Linked DNA regions of Zea mays: region 2 is linked to region 1. The links are chromatin contacts, called in public Hi-C maps. All regions are on one chromosome and are shown on one strand. The core of a region is the stretch at or near the end of the contact, and the rest is flanking DNA. Distances in the headings are between cores, read along the strand shown.

Evidence for each region. A called contact is a pair of places that touch in the nucleus more often than the background predicts.
Region 2: a contact with region 1 is called in a Hi-C map of tassel, with 5 times the contacts expected there. The contact joins the promoter of LOC100285646 here to the promoter of LOC541972 in region 1. A contact is called at or near these places in 14 of 25 Hi-C or Micro-C datasets (bundle sheath, ear, endosperm and 4 more) and 2 of 3 datasets of contacts at active chromatin or transcription factors (leaf and seedling).

The regions. Positions count from the first base shown.
Region 1 is chr7:7,568,007-7,574,412 of Zm-B73-REFERENCE-NAM-5.0, reverse strand. It overlaps LOC541972 (histone deacetylase), which reads left to right and starts at 4,242. Exons shown (of 16, transcript NM_001111625.2): 1 at 4,242-5,166; 2 at 5,282-5,372; 3 at 6,261-6,319. The coding sequence starts at 4,666.
Region 2 is chr7:7,723,473-7,730,660 of Zm-B73-REFERENCE-NAM-5.0, reverse strand. LOC100285646 (syntaxin 132) reads left to right here and starts at 3,832. Exons shown (of 12, transcript NM_001158537.1): 1 at 3,832-3,949; 2 at 5,129-5,233; 3 at 5,394-5,450; 4 at 5,610-5,658; 5 at 5,769-5,857; 6 at 6,197-6,270; 7 at 6,366-6,408; 8 at 7,046-7,132. The coding sequence starts at 3,932. It overlaps LOC103631975 (nipped-B-like protein B), which reads right to left and starts at 1,500. Exons shown (of 2, transcript XM_008653830.3): 1 at 1,205-1,500; 2 at 1-501. The coding sequence starts at 467.

The DNA.
Region 1 (6,406 bases), core at 2,993-5,492:
GGGAACAAATGGGCATCTCAACCTCGACATGGGAGGTAAATCCGTAGATTAAAAGGTATACCGGTCGATGATAGGATCGTTACTCTATTTATGTGCATCTCGACCGGATATTATGCTTTTTGTATGCATGTGTGCAAGGTTCCAAGCCAATCCTAAGGAAGTTCACCTTAGGGTCGTGAAAAGAATCATTAGATATTTAGTTTATACACCTAAGTTGGACTTTGGTACCCCAAGGGATCCACTTTTGATTTAATAGGATATTCAGATGCTGATTGGACAGGGTGTAAAATTGATAGGAAGAGCACATCAGGGACTTGTCAGTTTCTAGGGAGATCCCTGGTGTCTTGGGCTTCAAAAAAACAAAACTCAGTAGCTCTTTCCACCGTTGAAGCCGAGTACATTGCCGCAGGCCATTGTTGTGCACAATTACTTTGGATGAGGCAAACCCTCAGGGACTATGGCTACAAATTGAGCAAAGTCCCTCTCCTATGTGATAATGAGAGTGCAATCCGCATGACGGATAATCCCGTTGAACACAGCCGCACTAAGCACATAGACATTCAATGTCACTTTTTAAGGGATCGCCAACAAAGGGGGATATCGAGATAGCTTATGTTAGCACCAAAGAACAATTAGCCGATATCTTCACCAAACCATTAGATGAGAAAACCTTTACCAAACTTAGGAATGAGCTAAACATTCTTGATTCTCGGAACTTTGATTGACACTTTGCACACATAGCTCATTTATATACCTTTGATCATATCTCTTTTATGTCTACGATTAATGTGTTTTCAAGAGCATTTCTATGCTAAGTCGTAGATTGAAAGGGAAATGGAGTCTTCGGCGAAGACAAGGCTTCCACTCCACTCTTTCGGTATCATTTACCCTTCGCCATCACTCCACATCACTCTCACTTTGGTATAATCTTTCACTCATATTTACTTGTACCAATGGGGGAGAAAGTAAAAAAGGCTCTCAAAAGACTCCGTTTTTGGCGATTAATGCCAAAGGGGGAAAATATTAAGCCCAAAGCAAAAGGACCGCACCACCACCAATTTAAAAAAAACTTTTCAATTGATATATTTTGGGTATGTTTATGTTCAAGAATTATTTCAAAATTGGTATCTAAATGTATTTGATATAATTTGGTATTTACAAAAATTGGTAAAACCCTCTTGAACACTAAGAGGAGAATTTCATTCACGAGGAGTTTTATTTAGTCAAAGTAAAAGCATTTGAAACAGGGGGAGAAAATTTCAAATCTTGAAAATGCTTCTCGCAATCCTATTCATATACCTTTGACTATTTGCAAAAAAAGACTTTGAAAAGATTTTTTTCAAAAGAATTTGCAAAAACAAAACAAGTGGTGCAAATATGGTCCAAAATGTTAAATAAAAGAAAGCAACCATGCATATCTATTAGAAGTAACAATTGGTTTAATTCCAAGCAACCTTTACATCTACCTTATGCAAACTAGTTCAATTATGCACTTATATATTTGCTTTGGTTTGTGTTGGCATCAATCACCAAAAAGGGGGAGATTGAAAGGGAAATAGGGTTTAACCTTTTCCTATAAATGATTTTGGTGGTTGAATACCCAACACAAATAATTGGACTAACTAGTTTACTCTAGATTATATATTCTACAGGTGCTAAAGGTTCAACACGAACCAATAAAAAGAACAAGTTAGGGTTCAAAAAGAAAAGAGCAAAAGAAACCGAAGAGCACCCTGGTCTGGCGCACCGGACTGTCTGGTGTGCCACTGGACAGTGTTCGGTGCACCAGGGCCGTACAAATGCGAACTCTTCACCTTTGGGTTTCTGAGGCCGCGCTCCGCTATAATTCACCAGACTGTCCGGTGTGCCACCGGAGCAACGGCTAGCCAGCGCAACGGTCGACTCCAACGGTCGCCTACAACGTGAACAGTACGCGCAGAAGGCAGAGCAGCCACCAGAGGCGCATCGGACAGTGCTCAGTACCTGTCCGGTGCGGCATCGGACTGTCCGGTGCCAAATGAAGACAAAGCTCCAACGGTCGAAACCGTCAAAACCCTAACGGTTGGGTGACGTGGCTGGCGCACCGAACTGTCCGGTGCGCCCATCGACAGCAGCCTGCCCCAACGGTTGAATTGGTGGTTGGGGGCTATAAATACCCCCAACCACCTCCACTCCAACCATCCAAGCATTCACTACTCCTCATTCAATACAAGAGCAAAATACAACACTCCAAGACACAAATCAAAGCCTCTGATCCAATCAAAGTCCACAATTCAACTCTAGTATTTTAGGACTTGTGAGAAGATCGTCTTGTGTTCTTTGTTGCTCTTGTTGCTTGGTTGGCTTTCTTCTTTCTCTCATTCTTACTCTCAAAGCCTTGTAAGCGAAGCAAAATACACCAATTGTGTGGTGGTCCTTGCGGGGTCTAAGTGACCCGGGAAATCAAGGAAGAAAGCTCACTCGGTTTAGGTGACCGTTTGAGAGAGGGAAAGGGTTGAAAGAGACCCGGTCTTTGTGACCACCTCAACGGGGACTAGGTTCATTGGAACCGAACCTCGGTAAAAACAAATCACCGTGTCAGCCGCTTTACTTTCTTGGTTGATTTGTTTTCCCCTCTCTCCCGGACTTGGTTTTTATTCTAACGCTAACCCCGACTTTTAGTGTGTTTAAAGTTGTAAATTTCAGTTTCCGCCTATCCACCCCCTCTAGGCGACTTTCAGTTGTTACAGGGTAGGACGTGAGTTTTCTACATGGGGGCCACTGGCAGCAACATCACGCCCATGCGCTAGCGCGGAACAGAAAAGGAGGGAGACTGGAGCAGGAGGTCCCACCGGTTGGTGAGGAGGAACCACAACCCACACGCAGCGGAACGAGCGACTGCAACGGGCCCCCACCAGTAGGTGCGAGCGCGGGAAAGGGAAGATGGGACGTGCGGGCCGAGGGAAGGAGAGTGGCCGAGCGCGCGCGAGGTAGAAATGGGTCGAATTCTGATCTGTTGGGCCATAACGGTGCTTCCTTTTTCTTTTCTATTCTTTTATATTTTCTATTTCAAATTTCAGATATCCAAATCAAAATTCAAATCCCTGTTTGATTTCAATTCTCAAATATGATTCTAATGTAAAGGTAAATCCTCTTTTTATTAGTATTTATTTTCTCCCTATTATTTAACTATGGAAGTAATAAATGGCTTTATTAAGATTTCCTTTCTCATTTTACATTTTATATTTCATTTATAGGTTGAGGTCAAATGTAAGTTATGATTCCTCATTTCACTAAAATGCACCCCAACAAATTCATAAGCATGGAATGCCCATTTCTTTATTTATTCATTGTTACTTGATTAATTTGATACCATTATCTAATTATGAAAATGAAGGGAACTAATAAATCTCAAAAAGGCTTTAAAAATTTCCCAAAACTAACATAATTATATCTATTTATTTATATCATTATTTTTATCTGATCCAAATTTTTGGGCTTTACAACTACATCAACATTTTTTATTTTCTAAGCATGGTTTATCCATTGTTTGATTGCTTTAGGAATCAAACCAATCTTAGAAGTGCATAATTTTCTAAGGAATCAAGGTCAAGCCTCTTCCAACCTCTCATTCCTGCCATTTTATAGGAGATGTTTCCATATTTCTCTCGGTGGGGTTTGTACTTACAAACTCACATTATAAACTTGACCATAGAAGTTTGTAACATGTAGTACACCCTCACCGCATAATTCAAAGACATAGAATACATCTCTACACCTTTGAAGCATCAGTTTCATGCATCACGTGTCACATGCGAAACACGTAGGTTCGTTCCTCTCCTCGTTTCTCGCCTACTAATGTTCTATTACATCATAGAACGTGAGAAATCACCCAAGTTCAACACGACATAAAAGCCACACACACCGCAACATTTCCATATAGTATCACCTTGCTAGCTAAAGGAGAACAAATGACTGAACAAGCTATAAAGAAGTGATTGGAATTATTTTCAACTCATACCTTTATCGACCCTTTGGCTAAGATAAAGTGCAATGTTTGTTCTTTCCAATTTAATATCTAACATGTGTAACACACTTATACTAGTTGAATTATATGATGATATGTCAAAAGATGTTAGAAAGAAAAAAAGAAATGAAGAAAAAGACAGTATTAACTTTTACTTGGGGCCCATTTAAAAGCCCACACGTTTGTTTACCCTAACCTTTTCACTGCTCCACAGAAGGCACACAGGATGACAGGACAGAGCCGCCCGGTCGCCCTTTCTTCATCTCCCATCTTAATTTCCTCGCAGCGCCGGCGCTCATCTTCCGCTTTCTCCCTTACTCGCGCTCAGCACGCAGGCGACGGCGTCGGCGCTCAGGTCGGGCTCTGGGCGACGGCGTCATCGGCTTCTCCTCCCGCCTCTCTCCAGTCGCCTCGCGCCCTCGCCTCCGGTCCTCCGCACACCGGCCGGTGACCCTGCGTGCGTGCCTCTCTCTCTCTCTCCCCCTTCCCGCCTCCGGTGGATCGTCAACGCCGCCCGGCCCGGGTGGCAGCACCGCGCGCGACCTGAGGGGTGAGGGCAGCGGGAGCCAGCAGCCGCTGCTCCACCAAGGCGGTCGCGCCGCTTTTGGAGCGCTTATGCCCCCCGGTCCGCTGAGCGCTTAGTGCAGTTTTTTTGGAACATGAGACCTCCTAGCAGTGGCAAAAAGACTGAGGTCTCCCATAGCGTGGGGAAATGTGGGGTTTCTGATCAAGCTTGTCATGGCAAATGCCAAAGCTGTGGCATTGATGCAAAACCTTTTTGTGCTGGAGTGAACGAAGTCTCCTTGTTGACTGGCAGTCACACTGATGTGGAGGCCTCAAAAGAGAACCGTGGAGCATGCAGTTTGAACAATGATCGTGCTGATGCTCTAGAAGAAGAGGCCAATGTTTCCACAGCTAGGATAGGTCATGTTGAGAGTGCTGACCCTGGTGGCTCTGTGGGTGTAGAAAAGGAAATTTTCATGGCTGTTAATGAGGAGTCTGAGGGGGAGCAAGCTGGGGCAACACTGGAGGATCTGTTTTTCTTTAATGGTGAAGAGGATGATGACAGTGATTGGGAACCTGCTAGTCGCCTTGTTGTGAATAGATGGTTTTGCTTGAACTGCACAATGCCAAATGTGGACAAGATTACATATTGCATGGTGAGATTTTTTTTTATGGTCAGGCAAGCAGTGCAACTTATGAAAAGTTGTAATTCTACGTAGTACATATTATTGTTTTGACTCCTCTTCTTCGGTGTTTGTTCACATATTCTAGAATTGCCGTGAGCTTCCAGGATCTGTTGTAGATGGATATGATGTCTTCAAAAAGCAAATTGCACAAACAGCTTTGTTATCTGCTGACACAGGTGTTGTTTGCATTTGAATTAAAGTTATGCTGTTACTTTTCAATTTTCATCGTTAAATGTCAGATGTTTGTTAAAATTTCAATACTTGTTTCTTATTTGCTTATCAAGGTTGGAACTATACCTAAAATAAAAAAGAAAGACGAACATGCACGAGAAGCTATGTATCGAGTTATAGACTACTACTAGGTTAATTGACCTAGCCGAGTTTCAACCTAGGAAAATTCTCATTAATACAGAATTAAATTAGTAGCTAATTCTGTTATTGACTTATGCTTGGATTGAGACTGGTCCCCACAGGATCCTACTGAAATTGGCAAAATATTAAGAACATGCTGTCACAATCTTTTCAAATAGGCATCCTTTAATCCATGCATGTGATATTCATATCTTTCGAACTTGGACCAGTGAGATCACGGACACAAACAAACAATTACACATTTACACTGCCCCATGTTTCCAAATATGTTGGCACTCTACTTGCTCCAGTTTCCTTCCGGGGCTTTATAAAACCCACCTTTGATTTTGATATGGCTTCTTTTATGATGTGATTTAGTCCGATTAGCGATTAGCACATGTCAATGGAAATTTCTCATTGGCGAGATTTGATAAGGATCCAAAACCATCTGAATATCGAAAGAAAAATAAGAATGGTCTTACACTGAACGGCAAATTTATGTCCACCATCATACAATAGTTTGAAGAATCTGAATCTGTTCCACCGCCTCAAAATAGAATGGTGTTACACTGAATGGCAAGTAAAAAATGTATGTTCACCATCGCACGATAGTTTAAGAATCTGAATGTGTTCCACTGAATCAATTTCTCATGTGCCTATTGCATCCAGTTCTGAATTTCTCGTTTGCTCACACTATTGACTATTCTATGCAGGGTTGCTGCCAGTGTCTACGGCGATTGGTTTTGATGAAAGAATGCTGCTCCACAGTGAGGTAAATAGCAGATGTGGTGCTATAATGTTTGAGTAAAGCTCTTACATCAAGGGTGGTAGCTTGTAGGTTATCTTGTATTGGACTTAT
Region 2 (7,188 bases), core at 2,583-5,082, 160 kb before region 1:
TCCTTTTCTTTGGCCTTTTTATCCTTCTTATCTTTGTCCTTGTTTCCTATCTTCTTGCGTTTATCTTCCTCCCCCACATCTTTGCCATCTCCTGTCTCTTTCTTATCTTTGATTTTCTCTTGTTTCTCACCACTTGAACCCTTCAACTCTGATCCGTCCTTCTCTTTAGCCTTCTTATCCTTCTTATCTTTCTCTGCCTTCCCTGAATCTCCATCATCTTCCTTCTTTTTCTTGTCTTTCTCCTTTTTATCCTTCTTCTTGATCGCCTTCTCATCGCCTTCGCCATATTCATGCTCCACCGACTTCTCCTCCTCCTTTCTCTCTCTGTCTTTCTTCCCCTCTTTACTCTTTCCTCCCACAGACCCTGCGCCACCACCCGAGTCTTTGGCCTCTTCCTTCTCAACAAACTTGGCCTTGATCTCTGTCTCCCCCTCCTTCAGATTGGCAGCTTCTTTGTCCTTCCCCATCTTGAATATGATCAAGCTGCCCTGCAGGATGCAGCTACAAGTTTCAGTCAATATCGAACTGATTTGCTAGGCTATGGATGGATGGAGCATATTCCTACAAGACAGTTGATTTTGCTTATTTTTTTCAACAAGAGAATCTGCTCGGCACAGTGACCTGTGCCTCCTACAGGTCCCTGTTGTACCAGTACCACCAACCATTTCGCGATGTTCACGCAGGTAATGCTATGCACATCGAAGGCGTGGCCAAGACGAGCATTGGACCTGCTCATAAATCACAGAGTTGGGACACGGTAGTTTTGTTCATAATACGATGCAAATGGATTCTGGATTAAGAGGCTGAACAAAGTGAGTATACGAAGAATCCACTCGGAAGGTACAATCTAGGCTAAATCTAGTGGAACATAACGTCAAGCACGAACTGAGCGGTGTCAGTCAGTGACACCAACACGGCCGACCCATATGGCTTGTTAGTCCCTAGTTTTAATCTCAATCCACGTGGATGGGACGAACTTGAGCCCTTGTTCCAGGATTCCATCCAGAAATCGTTCTAGCTTATATAAATTATACAAGCAATCTAGCTAGAGCTAGGAATCGTTCCAGGTCACCGTTCCGATGGAATCGAACAGGCCCTCAGTCGTTTAAATCCCTAACAAGTTGAAACCCTTCCTAATTTATTCTAACGTAACAGGACTGCAGGAGTGGGATGAACAGAGGAGGAGCGTTTCCTGGACTCTCACCTTGCTTGGCGGAGGTGGCGGCGCGTTGCGGGGTGGGCAAGATCCGGGACCGGGAGGCAAGCAGGACGCGTGCTGCCGCGGCTTCGAGAAATGGAAACGGCCTTCGGCCTTCCTCTATACAGTAGAGCGGACAGACAGGTGGAGAAGAGGCGAGCGGAAAGGAGAAGAAGGCCCGCGGCGGAAGGTGTGTGAGAACGTGCGTCGCCGCGTCCGTCGGTCGGGGACGTTTGGCGACGGTGGAGCCGCGTGGCGACTGGCGAGCGATCCGCGGTGTCGCCCGGGCATCTCGGAGTCTCGTGGGCCGTGAGCCGCAATGGCTTTTTATGGCGGTGGGTGGGTGGGTGGGCTCATGACGACGATGAGGCGATCTGCACAGTGGGCTTCGTGGCGACGGGATCTTCTTCTTCTCTTTCTTTCGGCGCAATTTATCTTTGAGAGTTTTCTTAAACTCAATATCTAAATCCTCGTTTCGAAAGACACATTTGAAAAGAGCAAATTCAATTTTAGAGCAAATCCAACACTTGAGCAATTGAGGCATTCTTCATTCTCGTTGTTCGTGTCTGTATCGTTGGATCTTGGGTGCCGTTTGATTCACATATGAACAGATAACGTTAAATCGTGTTTGTTTAAGTCAAACCGTAATCGATACCACACTATAAATGGATACCACCTTATTCAAATTTGTTACCGCCGGTATTTAAGTGTGAATTATTACCATTACCATTTACGTTACATTTTATGAACCAAATGGTACCTTGGTTCTTAGACGGCTAGGAGTCACCAAGGAGCCGCTAAGGTCGTGGTGTACTTTCGACAAGTTTAAGGGTTTTGATTTTGCTTGCACAACAGAAGGAATCAAACTAGTGAAATGAAGGGGATGCAACTAGGGTGAATCCCGAAACGGCTACACATTTTAAAGACACACAAGTTAGACCATCTCATCCACTGGCTGCCTCCATTTTAAAGACACACAACTAATCCGCCAGTGCGCTAATATGGACCACCGGTCCACCGCTATGATTGGGTCGCTCTTCGAAGAGTTTACGAAATGCAAAGTTTAATCAAAGTGTAAACAAAAAGGTATTAATATTTACGACCATAAACGAATATTATCAGATGGGTTGCATCGTATATTTGCATAATAACTAGCAAAGTATCCATATGTTGTTACGTTTTCCATTTATAGTTATAAAGTACTTCACATAAAAACACATGTGTTATGTTGGTTATTTAGATGTGACTGTGGTTGTGGAGCCAACAACTATGATTCAAGCCTCTATTTATATATAATTTTAGTTTTTATCATTTAAATGTGGGGAGACACGACAACGGTAGATCCTTGAAACCGTTGACTAGGTGGTGTAAGCTAACAACCATGGTTGTGGGTTTGTAGCAAATGGAGGAGCCAACAAAACAACCATAGCTCGCAATGGACCGGAGGAGGCCCACGGAGGTTTGTTTTGGCTCATCCACGCTTTAATGTTATCTGTAATTAACAGAATATATATAAGATATATATGGTTTTAAAAAATAGGGAGCCATGGCCCACTTTGCTCTTCCTGTGGCTCCGCCCCTGAGAATGTTAAATCTATACTAAAAATCAGATGAAGTATTTTTTTACAGTGAGGAAGACATGTTTGCGTTGTCCTATAGTTCGGACGGCTTGGCCCCGGTGGGCCATGCACACCAACCCCTGGAACTTATTTGGTAGCAATGATACCGGATGAGATGTGATGGGCTAAAATCATCTTTCTATTTAAAATCCTAGAGTCTAGGATGTCCTAGGGATTACAACTGGATTTTTCGGTCGGTTTTCTAAGATTATGCTTAATTTTTTTTAAAATAAAATATTTATAGAATTCAAGAAAAATGTTGTGAAAGATTAAATATTTTTCTGAGTACTCTTATATTAAACTTTTAGGTTTATTAGAAACTACCAACCATCATTTTCTAGCAAAATAACTGAGAATTTCAATGAAAAAACACCGTTTCTCGCCGATTTTTTTTCCAAATTTGAAAATATGTGCATAGAAACTTTTAAAATGGGTTTTGGGTGGCAAAAGACGTTTTGTCGTTGCTGAGGGTTGGCACATCGCCTGATAAACGCGAAATCATGTGGTTTAAATTTAAATCTTCAACAAAGCGTTGAGGGTACGATGAAATTCGGTTTTCTCGCCGGTTTTTCCGTTCTCGACCAAACCCGGGCCCCCTCCATACTCCAGCTCCAGCGGTCCAGCCTCGCCCTCCTGTTAGTTCGTTCGCACCGGTCTACCTGCGAGACGACCGGCGGGTGGACCCCGCGCGCCACCCGCGGAGTCCGGTGCTGGTGGGCCCGACGTCGCCGCTGTTTTGTCTCCGTTTGAGGCACCTCTCTGGCAGTGGCAAGCCAACCTGACGCGGTGTTCCACTTCCAGCGCAGAGGGCAGAGGTGAACAAGACGAGGCAAACACCCCTGGAAATGGAAAGCAATTTTTAAAAAACTTTCCATGGCACTTGCCAGCCAGCCGCCTACCTGCCGAAAGAGATCCTCGAATGGCCCACCTGCCAGCCTCAGCACCCGCAGCGTTAACCCTCTGCCCACCCAACCTCTTCCCCCCAGCTCAAAGCATCCTCTGCGGCGCAACGGCCACACCTTCCCCGGTCCCGCCTCCGTCTGTCCCGCGGCCTCCGCTCTCCTCGCCGCCCGCCCGCCTGTCCCTCCCTCTCTCTCCCTCCCTCCTCGCCGCCATGAACAACCTCCTCACGGTAAGCGACCCCCCACCCCGGTCTCCTCTTCCCTCCGCCCTGTCCCCCCCCCCCCCCTCCCCGGGCGGACTCCGCCGCTCGCCGGGATCCGCCGCGCGAGCTGGAGATCTGGAGACGGCCTTTCGGCGCCGCCCGCTCCTCCCCCACGGCGACCGCCGGCGGAGCCATAGGTTGGCTCGCGGGACCGGAGGCAGCGGCGGTGGAGTGGTCGGCGGCCGAAGGGATCGCTTGAGCCGCGCGGGTCGGAATGCGGGGCGTGCGGTCGAAGGAACCCGCCCCTGTTTTCTCGGCTACGTGCGGTAGGGTGCCCGCTTGCCTGGTGCTCGCCTCGCCTAGATCTGCGTGGCTTTAGTTCGGGAGCAGCTGCGTTGTGCGGTGGAAGCAAGATGCGCTTGCTCAGCTTCCGGCTGCCTTTTGTTCCGTGCCTCTTCTCTTGCCTTTGCCTTTGGAGTGGACTGTCCTGCTTCAACCACCTCAATGATCATTCGCATTAGCTGCTCGTGTAGCAGTTACCTTGATTGAATATTTGAACAGCGGCAATGATCACCAGTAGTTGCATTGCATTTAGTGCTGCCGTTGGAGTGCTCGGGTTCAGGAGGGTTTGTATTCACTGGAGCTTGATGTGTTTTAAAGCTTGTTCTTTTTTTTTTCTCATCCGCTTTGGCTAGAACATTTTCATGGCCCATCGTAACATCTGTCCAATTGCACTCTTGGAATGGAGAGGGTGTGTCAGCCCTGCTGGGATTTGAATGGTGATGTTTCTCACGCGGGGGCGGGGCGCAGTCCTGTTGTTTGTTGGCACATGCAGTGCGAGGCTTTCCGTTTTGGATTTATAAACTACTCACTCGGTTCTTTTTTCTTTTTTATCTGTGGCGTTTTAGTTTAAAAATAAGGTGTTTTTATGGTGGTGCCCTCGGTTTTGCTGGTGTCCTCATTTTTACTTTTAGTTGTGTTTTTTTTTCTCAGTTTTGTCATTCTATTCTATAGCACTGGAATGACAAAACTGAGAAAAAAACACAACTAAGGATAAAAATGAGTACAACAGCAAAACCGAGGGCACCACCATAAAAAACCCCAAATAACTATCGGGCGACAAATATTCGAGAAATGAGTTAGTATAATTTACTATTCTTATGTGATTGAACTGCGGTACGTATTGTGAACACTACTGTTTCACAGGATTCCTTTGAGCTCCCTCGGCGGGACTCCTCAAGAGACGCAGATATTGAAATGGGAATGCATCAGGCTGATGCTTCAGACAACTTGAAAGATTTCTTGAAGAAGGTGCTGTTTGCATAATTACTCTGCTGCTTGCGTCTCTTCATCTTACCATATTTACGTTATTACATGTACTCTCCTGTTTGCATCGAATTACATTAGTATTGTTAGTCCGACTCCAACATTCCCCTTCTGATTAATGACGTAAAGCTTTGTGATGTAACAGGTCGATGCAATTGAGAGTATAATTGCAAAGCTGTCAAATCTATTGAATAAGCTCCAGGCATGTTCATTCTGCCATTCATTCTTTGTCTTTTTCTTAAGCTAACGACCCTGGAGTTTAGTATTCACAATGGATTTTTTGTTTTTTGATTACCATTTTCCTTGTGAATCTACGTTTGACATGTGCATTGATATCAGAAACCTATTTTTTTGTCTGTAGACTGCAAATGAGGAATCCAAAGCAGTTACAAAAGCAAGTTCCATGAAAGGTAAGTGTTTGTTTATTCTAGCAGACTTAACCATTATCTGAAATATGTATGCATTCTTTTAGAAATTGCCTCTATGCTTATGGTTAGAAGCAACAATTCTTTTTTCACAGCAATTAAGCAGCGGATGGAGAAAGATATTGATGAAGTGGGGAAAATTGCTCGTCAGGCAAAGACAAAAGTTGATGAACTGGAAAGAGATGTATGCTCTTGCTTGACCCTGATAGTTATCAGTATTTGTCTTAGCAATATCTATATAAATCAAATTTGTCCATGCTTATTGCAGAAATTGTATAGATGTGTCATAACTTGGTCAATCGTACTACTGATAATTGCTAGATGAAATTGAGAACCTCATTACCTTACTTTGTTATATGTCATTTTGTAAGATTTTTTGTTCCGAAACAATGCTAAATTCACTGGAACCAAACAGCATTTCTCGAGAACTTATGAAATAGGTATTTATAATTGTTTAAATCAACTGACTTGTGTGCTGCTGTCAACAATTAACCTTGAATTGCTCGCTAACATTTTGGAACAGAACCTATCGAATAGGCAAAAACCTGGATGTGGAAAGGGTTCTGCCGTGGACCGATCAAGAGAGCAAACTACTGGGTAAATTTGCATTTCATATCAGAGCCTTTAGTTATGCTGCTTACTTGCTTACATGCATTTGTTGCTTACTCAATATGTTTTTCCAATTACTACAGAGCAGTGAAAAAGAAATTGAAGGAACGGATGGATGATTTTCAGGTACTGTGTTCCTTTCCATGCATGTCATGCTTATGCTGTTTTGTGATATTATAAGATCTTATTAACATAGGATGATTTTAAAACACAAACTTGTACAAAATTATTTTTTCCCAAACCAGGCCTGGTGTAGTGCTGAGAGCTGTTTCATTGAGTCACCGGGTCGCGGGTTCGAAGCAGTCTCTCCGCATTTGTGGGGGAAAGGCTTGCCTTTGTTTATCCCTTCCCTAAACCCCGCCCATGTGGGAGCCTCGGGCACTGGGTATATGCCCTGCCCTTGCACAAAATTAATTGCTCCTAGGAAGATTTGAATATGGTTTCTAAAGTAGCAGAGAGGAAGTGTTCTACTTTTCCATGCCTAAAGAGATATCCAATTACAAGAATTCTGCATGCCTTACTCGTTGTGAGCAGGGGGATATCTTCATTGATGGTTGCATGTTTTACTCAACTAAAACAAAATAAAAAAAATATGGTCAGCTACAGGTTCAGTTTTCAGTATTAGTTAGATGATGGTATGATTCTAGAAGGGCTTCAAGTTTGTAAATCATTGTGAATATCTGCCGATTGCCGACAAAATTATGGAGAAAATTAAAATATATTGTTTGTATCATGTAAGTTACCCTGTTAATATCTGGTGCAGACCTTGAGAGAAGCAATCAGGCAAGAGTATCGAGAGGTTGTCGAAAGAAGGGTTTTTACTGTAACTGGTAATCGTCCTGATGAAGAGGTGAGTATTGCACCTGTGCACTACCATACTTTTCACCTGCGGTTATGTTTGCACAT